Linked DNA regions of Anser cygnoides: region 2 is linked to region 1. Evidence: chromatin contacts called from public Hi-C data. All regions are on one chromosome and are shown on one strand. Each heading gives the region's core, a stretch centred on a gene start, on an enhancer-like site or on the middle of the called end of the contact. The rest is flanking DNA. Distances are from core to core; before and after follow the strand shown. Region 1 holds the start of USP1 (ubiquitin specific peptidase 1). Region 2 overlaps DOCK7 (dedicator of cytokinesis 7).

Region 1 (2,858 bases), core at 103-2,602:
AACAACCTGGTCACTATAAAACAGTGAAAACAGAATTAATGACTAACGAGCACAGATGAAAACGGTGTCAAGGCATTTCTGAGAATCTCTACATGGCTACTCCAGGCACTCAAAGAGAGGCCAACTCCACCGTAACCCTTCTTTCTAGCAACCTACTCAAAAAGAGGCAGGTTTACGAGAGGCGTGTGTCTGCCATTACTCCCAACACCCACCTCTCAAGAAGCGGAGTGATTTAAGGCACCAGTAAAGCTCTCTTTACAATACTTTTGTGTGTTCTTTGTTCATTCTTAGTGCAGCTCCAAGAAAAACGCTATGTGTGCAGCACATATTTTCTATTACTGTCCCTTGCTCCAGATTCATATCACTTCATTGCTGGGAGCATAACAAGCAAATAAATATAGAAGGGGGGAAAAAAATAACAAAAAACCTGGCGCATTACACACAGCGCTGATGCACTGTACTGATACACCAGACAGAACCACGTCTCAAAGCCTCCAACACGTTTATCGCAATGAGGCAATTTTCCTTCTCCCATTTCACTTCCTCACTAGCTGCAGGGAGACGAGCTGCCGAGTTCACCCAGGGCTCAAACACCCAACAATAACGCACGGCAGTGAGCGGTGGACTCGGTGCTTTTACTCCCAGCATAAGGGACCTTCCATATCCAATGTTTTTTCTGCAGGATTCATTTTGTAAAAGCGACAATTTTAAAGTTTCGATACTTCAGCAGAAGGGGAATCGCTTTCTATCGAGCTGAGCTGAGGGAAACTTTGTCTGAACCTCCCGAGGCAGCCGCCGGCAGCCCGGCCGTGCCGCCGCCCCCCCGCCCCCCGGCTCCCCACGCACACGTCGGCTCCCCGCGGCTCGGGGCTGCTCCCGCCGCCGTCCTGCGGCTCGGCGAAGTCCAGCGCCCGCTTGGCCTCCTTCTTCTGGAACAGCTTCAGCGACAGCCGGCTCCGCTTCGACGGGCTGCCCCGCAACGCCGCTCCGCTCTCGCTGGGGAGCACCCCGGGCATCTTCCCGGCCGGGAAACGCCACCTGCGGCGGGCACACACGGGGCGGCGTCGGACCGGCACCGGCACCCTGGGAGCGGCCCCGGCCCCTCAGCCCCGTCCCTCACGGCCCCGGCCCCACCGCCCCCACCGCCCCCGTGGCCCGCCCCGGCCCCTCAGCCCGGTCCCGGCGCTCACCGCTACATGGCGGCCCTGCGCGTCCCGTCACGGCCCGGCCCGGCCCGTCACGGCCCCGCCGCCCCCGCCCGCCGGGGGCCGTCGCTATGGAGACCGCGGGCCCCGGCCGCGCCGCCCGCCCCGCCACGGGAAACTTGGCGCGTTTGCCTTGCCGCCAGGACCCCCGCCCGCCGCGCTCCTCGCGCCCAGCCGCCGCGGGCTGCCCTGATCAAACGCCCGACACGGAGCCGAAGGCGAGGCTCGCTGGCACCGCGGGGGCATGGTGGCCGTCGGGCTTCACCCGCTCGCTGGGCGGGGGAGGCAAAGCAATGCCTCAGCGAGCGCTCTGCCGGCGGTACCGGCGCCGAACCGCTGTCTCCGCCGTCAGGCAGTGCGGCGGGCAGCCCGCGGGGTCCTGCCTGAGCGCGCGCGGGCGCTGGCAACGGCCTAGGCAAAGGCCCGGGACTCGCGCCGGGGGAAGGGGGGGGGGGGGGGGGCGGCTGGGCCGAACCATTCCGCAAGGACACCCCCGCCCCCCCCCTCCGGAGGCGGAGGTGGATTGATCCAAAGGAAGCCCCGCCCCTCCCCGCCTCAGCCAATCACAGCGGGAGGCGCCGTGAGGCGGCCGCCGGCCCGCAGCGCCCCCGCGCGGCTGGTTGGGGGGGGGGGGCGGCAGCTGCCTGCTGTGAGGAAAAGCTCGGCTGCCTCAGCGGCGGGGAGCGAGCGTTCGGACTTCTTAATAAAAATAATTAAACTGATTTCCAACCCAGCGCCAGTCGTACACGAAACGAACATCTGCACAACACAGAACCGCCCTGTTTATTCAGTAATTCGTCCGTGGCTCCACATGCTGAGAATCACAAGCTCTCGCCTGCACATCCATTGCTGCTCGCATACTTCACAAATTTGGGGGGCTCTGAGAACTGGTCCATATTTACTCCTTATAAGGTCCATTTTTCACAGTTATTCTCTCGTGGGACTTAGTGTGAGATGGGAGAAATATGGCAATGTCACCACAGTAAATATTTCTTATGAAGCATAAATTGGCTATATTAGGTCTGTACACTACAATGCTATGTAATTGAATATTGCTCCAAAATGTCAGAAATCTTTTAAAGGTTCACCTTTTATCTGAGAACTAAGGAGTTCTGTGTGGCACGCAAAGCTTTTAGGCACTGGTGTTACCAGTTGCGTTACGAGAAAAGCCTGGTAAGCCAGGACACTTGTTCATTTAGATCACATCTGTGACTCACAGGAAAACTTTGGTAAAAAAATTCCACCTTACTCACTAAGATATTTTACCCGTTTAGCTTCATAACCGACTTTCAGCCATGCCCAGGCATTGGCCTTAGCTCCACACCATTTTCTGAAAGCTGTTAGTGCTGACCCCGTCCTCGCCACGTGCCTGTGTTTTACTCCCATCCCTTCAGGCAGCTCCCCAGTTGCTCATGTTTATGTCTTTGGGTTTCCTGCACAGCAATGTATAACTTTGCAATTTGCTGTGTCAGATGTGTAAGTGATAGAACAAAATTAGAAGCCTGGCTCTTAGACTAAAGAGTGTTTTTTATAGCCGTTTAATTTTGAAAAGTTCTTGGCGATCTTTTTGGATTTTTTTACCTCGCTATATGAATTAATTATTACTGTAGATCAGTTTCCTTAAATATATATTTGGATTATGGCAGAAGCGAT
Region 2 (2,858 bases), core at 127-2,626, 42 kb before region 1:
TTGCAGAAGGGGAAAACAGAGAGTGAGGTCAGGCAGATAGAGCCTGAAGAGATTTTCTCTGCTGTCAGTGCTGTGATGCTTTGATTATTTGAGCATAATAATAATTATTGCTCATTTCATAGTGCCTACATTGCCCATAATGAGCAACGTTACAGGTCAGAAGTGAGAAAATCAAAATTTGACCCTCAGTATTCACTGACAAATGTCATTTTTCCAGAAGTGTGTGTTGTTGACCCAAATTCATGCCAGGGCTGAGAAGTCAGAGGGGCTGGCTGGAGGGTGGCAAGATCGATTCATTGCATTATCAGCCAGAAAGATTAGCAGGTCACATTTCCTCCTTGATACAGATCGATCTACCACAGTACCTGTTCTGTTCAGGAAAAGGGGAAAAATATCCATGTAGCCCTAAGTTTTAATGACATTGCCGTGTCTGAATGTGTTTTCCCTGTACGTAGCTCCATGGCCTGCAGGATAGCTTCCTTTCAGCTGTTCACACGTGGCCTAGATGCCACTCCTTCAGAATAACACACAGACTTCTCTTTAACCTTAATTTGAAGGAGTCGGTCAGTTATATATGAAGTATAGCTTCAACTAGCTAATGACCTCCTAACCTCTGCTGGTGTCTTTATAATCATTTTAACCCCCCGACAACCCAGTCAGAATCTCTCATCTTTTTTAACCAGAACTCAACTCTACTTTTCAGGTAAAGTGGATACTGCCTGAAATTCGGCCCTTGTTTTAATACCTCAGGTTTGAACACTGAAGCTTATGTTTTGCTACTGCATAATGTATGAGCTTCCTTGGCTGCTTCGTGCATGGGGTAGAGTTGTCTTCCTGGGCTGGTTTGCCTCCAGAAGCAAATAGCCATAGAGACACGTGCTATTTGCTCTGGGAGAGTTTTGCCTCTGTGTGGTGGCTGAGGGGATTGAAAAGGGGCAGAGCGAGTTCTTGAGAGATTCAGAGGAGTTTGTGTTCACAAGCCATGAGCACCAAGTAGGCTCACGCAAGGTGTCCTGCAAAAGGGAATGGTGCTGGGGCTCTGACGTGAATTGCATCTTAATAATAGGGAAGGCCACTTCTTGCTGTTTTTTCCTTCTACCTCTCCATTTCTTTGACATTTTTAATTCAGAGTTACTGATCTGTAGTCTACTGTTTTGGCTGAATAATTGCATGGGGGTTCAGGGAACGGAGGCAGAAACCTACTGATCATTTGATAAAAGCAAAGTTCTGTCTTAGGAGGGCTTTTCTCTGTAAATAGTGTTAAATAGAAACAAAAAAAGAGCACTACAAATAGTTTCACTAAACCCACTGTCCTCTCAAGTTTCTCTCCCTGTCTTCTCTACTCCCCAGGTTCTCCTAACGTTCTCCAGTTGATTCAATCCTTCAACATAGCAGAAGTTGGGGCTTTGTTTTTGTATGGAAAATATGAGTGTTCGCATTATATTGCGTGTGCACCTCAGCAAGATATTTCTGTACATTTTATGTGGCATGGGCAAAAGCCAGCCATTTATAAAATCCAGGGGAGATCAAAGAATACGCGTAATGGTGGTTTAAGTGAAGTTAAAAATAAAAACCGGGATTTTTTTTTCTTTTTTTGAAACCTCTCAGTTACAAAGTATAGTTTGCTTTGAAGGTATTAACTAATCTGTGTGACCCAACTCTCTTTTAACAGTTTATTTGGATTGCATAAGAAGGTCATCAACATGGTACACAATTTACTGTCCAGTCACGACTCGGATCCGCGGTACGCTGACCCGCAGGTAAAGGCCCGGGTTGCAATGCTGTACCTACCTCTGATTGGCGTGATCATGGAAACCGTGCCTCAGCTCTATGACTTTACAGGTATTTTACATTCTGTGCCTTGAATATTCATCTGCTCACAAGATTTGAGTGTTGTCTTTTTTTTTTCTAAAATTGAACAACAAATCCCTTTGCTGTTGGATGAGTTTGTTTGTATTTTGAAGTATTTGTAACTGACATGTTTTTGAAACCACACTTGCAAAATATATCCAACAGTATATCCAAGTTCAACAAGTGAACACTCAGAAGCTGCATTTGCCTACTTGTTTGCATGAAGTGAAAAACTAGCAATGCATTTTAGTTGCTGTCTGGCTGTTGTCTGTATGTGCCCAGCCAGCCTCCCTGCTCTGACTGGCTTTAGAAGTCATTCCATGTACTGTACAAGTCTCAGAAAAATTACAAAGGATAAGCAGACTGTGCTTTATCAGCAGCTCATTTCAGGTGTGCTTTGCACAGTGTCCTGCAGAACCCCAGAGGTGGGATGCATCAGTTCAGGGCAAGGGAGTCTGATCTAGAGTAATTTCAAATTGGGAGTCATCGCTGTCCTTTGAGTTTGATGACATAGTAAAGCTGCAAGTAAGGATTTGGAGTGGAGTATTCAAAGGTGTAAAAAGTCTGTTTTCAGAAGGGTTCTAGATACTGAAGTTGTGTAGGTTGTATTTGAAGATGGGTATTTGCTTTGCTTTGCATAACCTCATATAACAGTCAGTCCTGTATACTGCAGGACCCTATCTGTGAGTGTGATGATTTTCAGTTTGCATTTCCAGACAGTTCAATGAAACGAGTGCTGGGGAGAGCCACTTTGAATTTGGGGATTTACTGGGATGCATGTGTTTCTTGGCAGAGAGTCACAACCAGCGAGGGAGACCAAGCTGCGTCGCTGTTGATGATTATGAAAGCGAGGGTGGCAGCATGATAAGCCAGACAGTTGCCATGGCCATCGCAGGAACATCGGTCCCTCAGCTCGCCCGGCCCAGCAGTATTATACTCGCCTCATCGGTACAAAGCTATCCTGCCTATTCCTTGACCCTCAGCCTGTGTCAACAAGCAAATATTTA

The links. A called contact is a pair of places that touch in the nucleus more often than the background predicts.
Region 2: a contact with region 1 is called in a Hi-C map of liver, with 14 times the contacts expected there. The contact joins the enhancer-like site here to the promoter of USP1 in region 1. A contact is called at or near these places in 3 of 7 Hi-C or Micro-C datasets (all in liver).

The regions. Positions count from the first base shown.
Region 1 is chr8:30,823,368-30,826,225 of Taihu_goose_T2T_genome, reverse strand. USP1 (ubiquitin specific peptidase 1) reads right to left here and starts at 1,352. Exons shown (of 8, transcript XM_067001729.1): 1 at 1,191-1,352; 2 at 847-1,038; 3 at 1-13. The coding sequence starts at 1,016.
Region 2 is chr8:30,864,954-30,867,811 of Taihu_goose_T2T_genome, reverse strand. DOCK7 (dedicator of cytokinesis 7) reads left to right here. Exons shown (of 47, transcript XM_048062223.2): 28 at 1,673-1,842; 29 at 2,645-2,799. Among named protein-coding and RNA genes, the nearest start is that of ANGPTL3, 23 kb to the left of the region's middle. Within about 2 kb of position 1,376, at least 2 of the 3 cell types and tissues checked have open chromatin away from gene starts, as enhancers often do. A contact at or near this core is called in liver, where this site is marked.